3 separate regions of the Sus scrofa genome follow, and all the other regions are linked to region 1. The links are chromatin contacts, called in public Hi-C and promoter capture Hi-C maps. All regions are on one chromosome and are shown on one strand. The core of a region is the stretch at or near the end of the contact, and the rest is flanking DNA. Distances in the headings are between cores, read along the strand shown.

The links. Promoter capture Hi-C pulls out the DNA fragments that hold promoters and counts their contacts. A called contact is a pair of places that touch in the nucleus more often than the background predicts.
Region 2: a contact with region 1 is called in a promoter capture Hi-C map of fetal liver, with 3 times the contacts expected there. The contact joins the promoter of KRAS here to the promoter of INTS13 in region 1. A contact is called at or near these places in 1 of 5 promoter capture datasets (fetal liver), 1 of 47 Hi-C or Micro-C datasets (skeletal muscle) and 1 of 2 datasets of contacts at active chromatin or transcription factors (skeletal muscle).
Region 3: a Hi-C map of liver shows a contact between it and region 1, with 7 times the contacts expected there. The contact joins the enhancer-like site here to the promoter of INTS13 in region 1. A contact is called at or near these places in 2 of 5 promoter capture datasets (fetal liver and liver), 3 of 47 Hi-C or Micro-C datasets (heart right ventricle, liver and skeletal muscle) and 1 of 2 datasets of contacts at active chromatin or transcription factors (alveolar macrophages).

Annotation. Positions count from the first base shown.
Region 1 is chr5:46,822,964-46,826,531 of Sscrofa11.1, reverse strand. It overlaps INTS13 (integrator complex subunit 13), which reads right to left and starts at 2,022. Exons shown (of 17, transcript NM_001243595.1): 1 at 1,833-2,022; 2 at 661-896. The coding sequence starts at 885. FGFR1OP2 (FGFR1 oncogene partner 2) reads left to right here and starts at 2,470. Exons shown (of 6, transcript XM_005664032.3): 1 at 2,470-2,786.
Region 2 is chr5:48,506,823-48,510,390 of Sscrofa11.1, reverse strand. It overlaps KRAS (GTPase KRas), which reads right to left and starts at 1,617. Exons shown (of 5, transcript XM_003126427.5): 1 at 1,410-1,617.
Region 3 is chr5:48,396,657-48,400,224 of Sscrofa11.1, reverse strand. LMNTD1 (lamin tail domain-containing protein 1) reads right to left here. Exons shown (of 18, transcript XR_002344073.1): 18 at 324-1,558. Among named protein-coding and RNA genes, the nearest start is that of KRAS, 110 kb to the left of the region's middle. Within about 2 kb of position 1,649, at least 81 of the 83 cell types and tissues checked have an H3K27ac peak or open chromatin away from gene starts, as enhancers often do. A contact at or near this core is called in alveolar macrophages, fetal liver, liver and 1 more, where this site is marked.

The DNA.
Region 1 (3,568 bases), core at 773-3,272:
CCTACTATGCTGCTCCAAATGACACAGAAAGCAAATCATCCACTTGCGGCTAACCAAATGACATTCCCAAAATAAAACAGTTGAGATTCTGAAACCTGAAGATAATTTTCATATTTGGAATTTCTATCAGTCTTCCACTTCTCTTCTTAGTGATAAAAATAATTTCCACTTGGCATTCTTAAAAGCATTTCTTTCTAATATGGCCAAGTCCTGTGGCAGTTTAGGACATTTTCATTAAAACTCTAAGTAGCCAGGCTCAAACTCTGGTTCTGCCTCTAACTAGTGATATGACTCAGGGCTAGCTGCTTCTCTTTATCTCAGGTTCTGCCATCTCTAACATGGCAGTAATAATCATAGCTGATATTCAGATGGTACACACAAACACAATTTGACAAAGTGCTTACAACCAAAATCCCTTCTGCTTAGGCTGGCAACAATTCTCCATGGTCAGTGTTTGTTCCATTCTGGTTATTTTATACTTTGAATACTGTCCCAGCAATTATAGTAGCTACCTCAAAGGATTGATGAGAAATAGACCACATTTTTAAAGTCGTAAATAAACAGTTGTAAGTCAAATCTATAGCAAACTCATATACAAAGAAGGTACTAGGCAGTTAAGTACATCCCCCAGATCATGATTTTACTTGTATTCACACTCACCAGCTTTTTGAAAGGAAATATATCATACATTATTCTACAATATTCCATGGAAGATTCTACTGAGCAAGTCCATAATGATTTAGATATGGGGGCCAAAGGGATGATTCCTTGGGTCCTATTCTTCACCAGCATATCAAACTCCACATGCTGTCTGCATGATTCTGCCATGTAAGGGCAGTGATCCACAACAAATACTGTTTTATGGGATTCAGAAAAAATCTTCATTTTGTTTTAACCTGTAAGGGATAAAATACATTAGCCAAACATACATAACATTTACTATCTTAAATTATTTCTAATGAATGTGTCTTTTCCTCAAGAAGATTTGGTAGGGGACATGAACAATCAGTATTCAAAGGAATTTATCCAACAAAGGACAAATTTAATGAGGTCATGACCATAGAGTAACTATCAATTCAAGGGATGAACTACACCATATTAACCTGTCACAGGCAAGATTACAACCCATGTATATATATATTTTTGCTTTTGGAATGAACTTAAATTTGTCAGAAGAAAACATTTCTACAAATAATCGTACTTGTTTCCCTTACATAACACATAATAGCGACAAATACTCTTCAAATACACTTTTGATGATCCTTGTGAGTTGACATCAATCACATAAAAACCTGCAAACCAACCCAGGTCAGCATTTTTGGGCTTCCCTCCAAAAAAAATCTCAAGACTTCTGAAAAAAGGTTTGGAAACTGGAAAGAGGAGTGACAACAAAAGGGAAGCCCCAAACATAAACATTTCCTAGGATAACTGCATTATTAGATTTTCGCATTAGGATAAGGACCTCAAATTCACACTCTCCCCATTAGCTTTAGAAACACCACAGTAATTTATCATGTAGAACAGAAAAACTTATGTGCTATTATCACACTGATGGGAGAAAGAACTTTTAAAACTTTCTTACAAAAACTCCCTTGCTTCGCTAATACAATCTTATACCGAATAGACAATTCACATTCGAAAAGCACATGGTAAACAGAGCAAAAGTGTTCATCAAAACGAACCGATTTTTTACAGCCCGGCCGCTTTCAAACGCATTTCCCCTTCATGCAAAACTCTTCTTTGAGAAACCTAGACACACTCTGCCAGAGGGTGGGGGGTGGAAAGTACAAGGTGAGTGGATAGGGAAGATCTCAGGATCGAGGTTCGCTTACTTTCGTGCCTGGTCTTGCAGTGAAAACGAACAGAGGCTAAGAACCACAGCCTCTCTGGAAAAGGCTGCTGGCTGGGTGGGGAGGGTCAGCGCACAGTCAGGAATGTCTGGTACCAAAGACCGGGGACTAGGTTTTCCCCGCTCATCTCCTAGCACACCGGTCCTTCCCAGGCTTCCTAAATGCAGGAGCGCGCGCGCGCCTGCGCGTGAACACAAACACTCACACACTCGGACTGGCGCGTGCGCAAAGCGCCCTTGACAGCCCCGCCAAGCTGCCCTTCCCCCTCGGTGGGCCAGACACTAAGGTCTCTAACAGGAAGAGGGCGGAGCCAAGGGGAAAAGAATGCCTCCAACCATCAGGATTTTCTATCCGCTAATTTTCCCAGTCACCCATTGGGAAGATTGATCCGGGCGACCTGAGAACCTCCCCACAGCGAAGTACCAACCACAGCACCAGCTAAAGCAGCCACGGTCCCCTAAGCGTAAGGCCCTCCCACCAGGTCTCCCTTCTCAGTCTCTCCAACCCAGGCCGATTTCCCCAAGCAAAATTCGCGAGACTTAGCGAGAGGCCGAGCAAAAGCCAGAATGTGGATCAGTGGGGAGGGACGTATAAGTGCCCCGCCCCTACCTCTTGCGCATGTCAGCTAGAGGCCTCAAGTAAATCGCCGGGTTCTGCCCCCACGGTAACGCGAGGGAGGAAGTCTCGCGAGGTTGAGGCGCTCTGAGAGCGCAGGTCGGAGGCGGTGAGCGGAGGTTTTTACCCTGACCAGTAATGGGACTGATCACCTATGACCCTCCCATCTGCCCCAACACTACCTCTGCTGGGGTCTGCGTCTGCTATTGAAGAAGCTGAACAAGCGAGAGGAGTCTCTTCCCTTGGGTGCATAGGTCCCCGTTGGCAGAGGCTTTGAGTCCTAGTCGCCACAGCTGACGGCTGCGAGGGATTGAGATCAGAGTAAGTGGAATCAGTCCAGGGACCAGAGCGGGTTTAAGAGAGTCGGAAGCTTCCTTCCCCTGACGGTGCTCTTTGCCCCACCTCTTGAACCACCGGCTGCCCGTGCCTGGGCGCGGTAGTTCCTCTCTGTTCTCAGCTCTGAGACCGTCTTTCCGGAGCTGAGGTACGGAAAGTTTGATGGAAACCCTTGGCCCAAATCTTGTGGACACACCTTTCGTCTCTGTTTTCTTCCTGCCTAACCCACCTGGGAGCTCAGCATTTGCGAGGCGGGGTGGGGGTGGTCGGCAGGGATGGAAGAGGCGTCCTTTTCAGTTTTCAGTTTACCCCTTTGCAGAAGATGACTTGGTTAATCATTACTTCTTTCTTGAAACCGCCCTCCAAGAAGTATTGCTCTTTTCCTAGTTCTCTTCCTGGATAATCATACTGCCTTGAAGCTGCCCTCCAAAGAATCCTATCTTTTCCTGGTTTTCTTCCTGCCTTTCTTCTGTATCTCATCTCAAATGATGGTATACCTGTATCCATCCTGCTGTCCAGATTAGGAACCTAAGGCTCATCCTTGGCTTATTTCCACTTTCACTGCACTATGGTATTTCTTCTTTGACCAGAATCATTGCCCACCCCCAACTGATTTCCCTACCGTCATCCTTCCCTGCCATTCTGAAATACAAAATCTGTTTATATCAACCCTTTCTTTACACCTTTTTAGTATCGATATTGCTGACCAAATTGTTAAGTATATCACTTAGGACCTTTTACTGTGTGTCCTAATCCACTTTACCTTT
Region 2 (3,568 bases), core at 368-2,867, 1.7 Mb before region 1:
CATACTTAATGTCTATAGTCTATTATATATTCAAGTCAGCATTTTGGACCTTAGTCACCTAAGAATGACATCACTCAGAGGGTTGATTCTGAGATGATGATTGCGAACAGACTTTTTCCCTTTGCAATTTCTTTTTTAATGATGTTTTTCCATTACAGATGTAACATACATTGTGTAAAAATTAGAAAATAACTTTCTGTTCTTGACTCCTTGTTTTGACCATATCAAGGTTTGAGAAAGCTAGTTTAGGACTTCAACTATCATGCACATGTCTATAAGTATTTCAGACAGTTAGCTGGCAGATTGCTACAATTAACTCCTCTTGTTAAAAAAAAAAATTGTGAGTGCTGTTTTGGAGGGCTGTAATAACTCCTGAGATGCGGATCAAATTTATAAGCATGAGGTAATCCAGAAGAGATGGGGGAAAGGACAACAACGGGCAAATTAAACTTCAGGTACGATTTTAGCTATCGCTGTCTACACTCCACTAGTAAAGAAAAAGCCCTGCTTCTGCTTTGCGGGTTTTCTGCGTGTGTTTTAACTTGACAAAGCAAATAGACCTTCTGGGATTAACTTTTTCGTTTTCACTAAGTCACAAGCTTTACGTTGTAGGGTGTTGGCCACCTGTTCTTCCACCACCATCACTACCTCCACCTCCTCCTTTGTGGCCACAGCAATGTCACAGCCCATACATGGGGGAGGGGAGCAGTCAGGAACTCAGCTGCAGATGCATTTTTCCAAACACAATAACCTCAAACAGTGGTCTCTAAGCACTTTTCTTTGCGCTTCCAAAACGTGACCTCCCCTATTACTCCCATATCCCCCTACACACGGAAAGGGGCCACTAGCCATCCAGTCTGCGCTCGAGGGAGAAGTTTATACCTCCGTCCGAGAGATGCTAGATGCAGCAGAGAAGGCAGTAACCGAAGCAGCCGAGTGCTGGGAAGGGAGGAAGAGGTGCGGGAGCGAAGGGAGAGACAGAGAGGGAAGGACGACGAGGGGGAGGGGAGGCCGGAGCGCAGCGGGAGTAACCTCCACCGCACCCGACCGCCCCGAGGGGCAGCCCGCCCGGCCCGCGAGTTTCTCCCCGGCCGCCTCCAGCCGCGGCTCTCGGGGAGGAGGAAGGAAGGGGTTCCCCGTCCAGGAAGCAGCACCAGCAGCGGCCGCCTCCAGCCTCACCCTCCTCAGCCCCGCACCGCCCATTCCTCATTCCCCGCGTCGCCGCGTCCCCGCGCCTCCCCCTGCAGACCCCCCCACCCTGCCGGCCCGCCCGCCAGGGCCCCGCGCCCGAGCCCCCTCCCCGCCCCTCCCGGGACCCCTAATTCATTCACTCGCCGCCGGCCCCGCCCGGCGCCGGCGAGGAGGGTCGGGACCCCGGCAGGGGCCAGGAGGGGTGGTCCGCTCCGTACCTCTCTCCCGCACCTGGGAGCCGCCGAGCCTTTGGCCCCCGCCGCCGCCTTCAGTGCCTGCGCCGCGCTAGCTCCCAGTCCGAAATGGCGGGGGCCGGGAGTACTGGCCGAGCCGCCGCCACCGCTGCCGCCGCCGCCACCGCCGCCGCTGCCGCTGTGCCTCCGCCGCCGCGGCCGCCGCCTAGGGAAATCGAGCTCCGAGCTCACCGATGAGTTCGGGGCCAGGCGGCCGCAGAGGGCAGAACTATCGATGCTCTCGGCGCTCGATTCCTCTCCAGACGGGCGTGCGGGGAGGGAGCGGCTGAGGGCGGTGTGGAAAGAGGGTAGAGAGAGTGCCGCCGGGGAGAGGGAGGAGGCGGGGCCCGGCTGGGGAGGGGACGGACCCGGCTGGCGGAGGTGGGGCGGGGGCCCGGCCCGCTGAAGAAGCGGGCGGCAGGGGCGGTGCTGGGTGGCTGCGCGCGGCCGGCGGAGCAAGGTTGTGGGGAGATCTGGGCGGCGCCTGGGCGGGCGAGCGGGCGCGCGTGAGGGGGCACTGGTGGCCCCACGCGGGGCCCGCCCCCAGGCTCCCGCCGCAGCTCATAGCCCGCAGCTGCGGACTCAAGACTCGCGCACCCGGGAGACGCCACGGGGACCCCTGCCGCGCCCCTGTGGGGTCCACTCGGAGAAGCTGCGAAAATCCCACCTCGCCTGGGGTCGGCCTACGCTTGGGCACATTCATTCACTATCATTTACTGCAAGTAAATAAACAAGCAGTATTCGAAAGTGGGAGGCGACGTGGGTGACTTAGAGAGAGACTGGGCCCCCAGTTCCCCAGCCCCCGGCTGTGCGAGCACGCCTTGGAGATTACCATTCTGCACTCTCTGGGACCAGGAACGTACTAGCCCCAGGTCCCAACAAAGCAGCACGTCCTTTCATCACTGTTAAGGGGAGGGGGTCTGATCTTTGTCGCTTTATGAACCTTCTGAAGCCATTACGGGGCACCCTAAACGGCGACCTCAGAGGTACCTATTGCCCCTGATGGCACAAGCAGGAGACAGACTGTTTTTAAATAGAAGTGCCCTTAATAGTCTAGACCTGAGGAGAATCATTCAAACATTAATTAGAAGACAGATTAATAAGTTAACGTTCAGGGAGTTAACACATTAAACAATGGAACAATTAAAACTGCTAGTATGCCCAGTGTCTGCATTGATAAACTACCAAGAAAGGTTTGAGAGGTTGATATACTACCTAGAAAGGTTTGGGAGAGTTTTAAAGACAGAGGCCTGGCAGACCAGCACCTAGACCTAATAGGACCACCCATCTGAATCTCTCTCTGCAGTTCTGTCCCTCTAATCCACATCATAAAACATGAATAAAAGTGTTTTTTTGGGGTGTGGGGGGTTGTCTTTTTAGGGCCAAACCTGTGGCATATGGAAGTTCCCAGGCTAGGGGTAGAATCGCAGCTGTAGCTGCCAGCCTACACCACAGCCACAGCAACAAGAGATCAGAGCTGTGTCTGCCACCTACAGAGCAACACAGGGCAACACTAGATCCCTCAATCGGGGTCAGGGATCAAACCTGGATCCTCATGGATACTAGTTGGGTTCTTAACCTGCTGAGGCACAATGGGAACTCCAAAACAGTTATTTTAAATCCCTACTATTATGTCTGTTAACCTAGGCCTTATACCAACTGCCTCTCTTTTCTTCCTACCCCTTCTGTGGGCTGTACTCTGCAAGGCTGTTTCCTTCCTGGCTCCCTCTCCTAACACCTGGTACCAGGTGGAAGAGGCAGAAGAGAAGTGGAAAACCAGGAAGGGAAAAGAATGCCGCTCTTGGTCTGGTAATTGCTAAATGTTTTGCACAAATCGTCTTATTTAATCATCACAACAGTCTCATGAGGTCAAATATTTTACAGAAGAGGAAACAAATCTAGAAATTGGGCCCAGATTGACACAACTGAAAGGAAGAATCCTTCATGTCAGATTGTGTTCATGCCTCTGTTCCCCCACTGATAGTGGCTCCCATCCTGCTGAACATAAAAGCAAAAATGTTCTCCAGGCCCTATGTAGCCTTCGGTTATTTGACATCCTCTACCCTCTTTCCAGTCTGAGCTTGCATCCTATAGTCCATCTTCCTCACTTCCAGGCATACATGCTGGTTCCAGGCTGACCTTTG
Region 3 (3,568 bases), core at 400-2,899, 1.6 Mb before region 1:
CCTGAGCCAGGGAGTGAGGGAGCAGGTGAGGCTAGAGTCAAACTCTTCAAAGTTTTCCAAGAGACAGAATGTACTAATTCACGATATCCTCCTGCTTCACGGCGGTCCATCCTCAAGCAGTTTCTAAGAAGCAGTGGCAAAGCCTCAGGAGCAGGGTCCCTGGCAGAAAACAAGTTTCCTGTGACCACGCCCCTCAAGGTTGAGATCCTTGACCAGGTGGGGATAACTCGTCCTGTTCTACACTAGGCTGGGATTCCTCCCCTTTGCCACCTGCTTTCCCGAGGTGGACATGAGCTCCTGCTCAACTAAGGGCAGTAGTCAACACCCCGCCCTCTCCCCCTCCCCGGGAATTTAAGACATCCAGCTAGGCGCGGGGCTATCTTTAAAAGGAATTAGTCGTGGTTGCTGAAGAGCCCTCCGGGGAGGACAACGTGCAGAGGCTGAGGGCTAGGGCTATAGGCGCCCGGGCCTGGGGTCCCCGGGTGCCGCCAGGGGTGGGCCCTCGGCGTGAAAGCCCGCGACGCCTGGCTCGGGCAGCACCCTGGGCCCGGACCCCGGAACCTCTCCAAGGAAAAAGAGCCAGGCCTGCAGATGCAACCGTTGCAATTTGGGTCTCCTCTCTTCTGACGTAATGCCAGTTTCCTGCTTTCGCATTGCAGTGTGCAGCTCGCTGGCCAGGAAGTCTGAAGATCAGTCGACTCAACGCCAAGATAATCAGGGCCACTATCTCGTAATTTATTTTCTACGAATACACCCCGCCCCCAAATTCCGCGACTTTTGGCTTTTCAGGCGGTATTGTTCTCCCCTCCCCCCAGGAAGGGTGCCTCTACACAGCTCAGCACCAGGAAACGGCGGCGGTTTGTGGCTCAAATGAGGGGCCCGGGCGGGGTCGGTTCAACCTGCTGCCCCCATCCCCCACCTTGAGCTTTGAGATTCCAAATCCCCGGCTTTGTTTGAAGCGAAACTACTGTGGAAACTGCACCATTTCCTCCTCCTCTCCAGAAACCGAGCTAGGAAGTGGGTAAAAACTACTATAGAACGTGCTCTGACACTCCTCCACGCCCAACACCCCCACAGGGACGGTACCAGCAGCGACCGCCCCGCCACCTCACTCGCGCCCGGCCAACTACAGCCCTGCAGCCGCCGCCGCCGCCGCCCAGCCGAGCCCGGGGAGACTCCCAAGGGCTCTTTAAATACGATCTATAAATACTACGGGCTCTCGGCGCGCGCGTCACGGCAGAGCCGGCTTCTAATTGGCTGTCGTAACCCCGCTTATTTGCATAGCCGGATTGCACAACCGGGCGGCGACCTCGGCCGAGCGCGCCCCTCCCCCTCAGCGGGCGCGCGGGGCGCGCGGACCCGCGGGTGGGGACATCAGGGTGGCGGCTGCGCGGCCCGGCGACGAGCGCGAAGCAGCCGCGGCGTCCAGAGTAGCTTGAACTCGGGAACCTTTCGAGTCTTGAGTCATGCGGCGGTCTTCTGGGACGCCGGCGGCCTCCCATAAGGATCTCTTGACAGGCACTGGGCCGGCGCATTTAGACAGGGGTGTTTTTGCTTTCTACAAAAAGAAAAAGAAAGTTTTAAGGGTTTCACCAGAGCAAACGCTCTGGGTGGCTCGCACAGGCACCACGTGAGACCTGGACACGCAGCTAGAGCCCTGTCCAATGACTTGCGACTTGGGGTGTTCAAAAAAGGCTTTTGCATGTTCACTCGTAAGACCTCGTTAGCTTGAAAACGAAACAAGGGAGTGTTCAGAAAATGCAAAATGTATGATTCCTCCTGGTTTAAAGTTAAGCTTTTAAAAAAGCACCAATTAGCCAATATAAAGCGGCGATGCGGAAACATGCCACATTGTGGTTCTAAGGGAAAAGAATCTCTGGTAGTGATTGAAAATCTTCAGCAACTTGGCCCTGAACAGAGCTGGTTCGCTCTGGGGAGCGGGTGGTGGCTGAGAGGATCAGAGGGGTGGGGGAAAGACCACGCTTTGGAATTCGGGAACAACCCGAGGTGCGGGTTATTGGCTCACAGGTTTCTCTCCAGAGGATGCCATTGATCACTGGAGATAAATATGCAGACATTATTTTATATTAGTATTCAGATATTACCAAACATTTATCTCTTCATAGAGACATAGTATCTACTGCTCGTTGTAAACATTTTTTAGGTAAAATCTGTGACATAGTGAATTGCATACTTTCGAATGCGATAAATATGATTATTTTCATTTTGTTTTAAGATGTCCTGCTCTTATTGGGCACACAGCGCATGCTAAGTTTTCAAGCCGTCCCGTAACAGTATCGGAGGATGACCCTAGAAGTATATGTTTGTGTCTTTCCTCAGGAAATACTACTGGAATGAATCAAATACAATCATTTTGAAGTGAATAAGCATTGCTAAAAATCTAAGGTCTCATTAAATTATGGTTCGTAACTATTCTGGTCTGATGTCCTTCTCCCCTAAATAAAACTCAAAACTCATTCGGACTCCTTTGCTTTTTGACAATACTTTCAACAACGGTATTTGGACGCTAGCGAATATGAGCCTCTAACAGCTTTTAAATGAGAACTTTGGATTTTAACAGGAGAGCGCCCTCTGCTGCCAAATAGTTTATGGGCAACGCTTCTGAAAAGTAAAACCCTTGGTTGGTATGCCCATCTCAAAGACGGCAAGATGAACCTTAGGATTTTTTTCACTAACATTTTTTTTGTAAGTCACTTTGTAATTCTAGGCATCTTAATCATTACTGCTAAGCAAGGAAGATCATTTAGTTGTGAATACTACGTTATGTATCACTCTCATTTCCATTGTAACACCAGTTTATGCTTTAGAATACTAAAACAGAAGATAGGCTTTTTTACAGTCATTATTTTCTGCACTAACAGCTACTAAAGTAAGAAAAACATGCTTTAATCATCGAAATACTTTTCCCAATAATTTTTTAGTGTTGAGTCCTATGAATCTTTACAATGGACTGGTTTGAATACAGACTACTTGCCTTTTTTTTCCCCCCCAGGGCCGCACCTGTGGCATATGGAGGTTCCCAGGCTAGGGGCCATACTGGAGCTGTAGCTGCTGGCCTACACCACAGCCACAGCATCTTGGGATCTGAGCCTTGTCTTCGACCTACACCACAGCTCATGGCAACGCTGGATCCTTAACCCACTGATCGAGGCCAGGGATCGAACTGTGTCCTCATGGATGCTAGTCAGATTTGTTTCTGCTGAGCCATAATAGGAACTCCAAATACAGACTACTTGCAATCAAGCTTTTTGCTTCTCAGCTTATTTCTCTCTTTCCTTTTTGAGCCCATGACACAACAGCGACAACACCAGATCCTTAACCCATTGCACCACCAGGGAACTCCTCCCTCTGTCTTAATTAGTGTTTCTGATGTCCCAGGTCAAATATAAATGCACTTATAAATGCTACTTATTGGTTATCATCTCTTTAATATAAAGACTGTCATTTTATTGTAGTATCCATATGCTTACTGTAGTTACACAGTATTTTCCTTTCCCTTTTTTTTTTTTTTTTTTTCCTTTTTAGGCCTGCAACTGCTGCATATGGA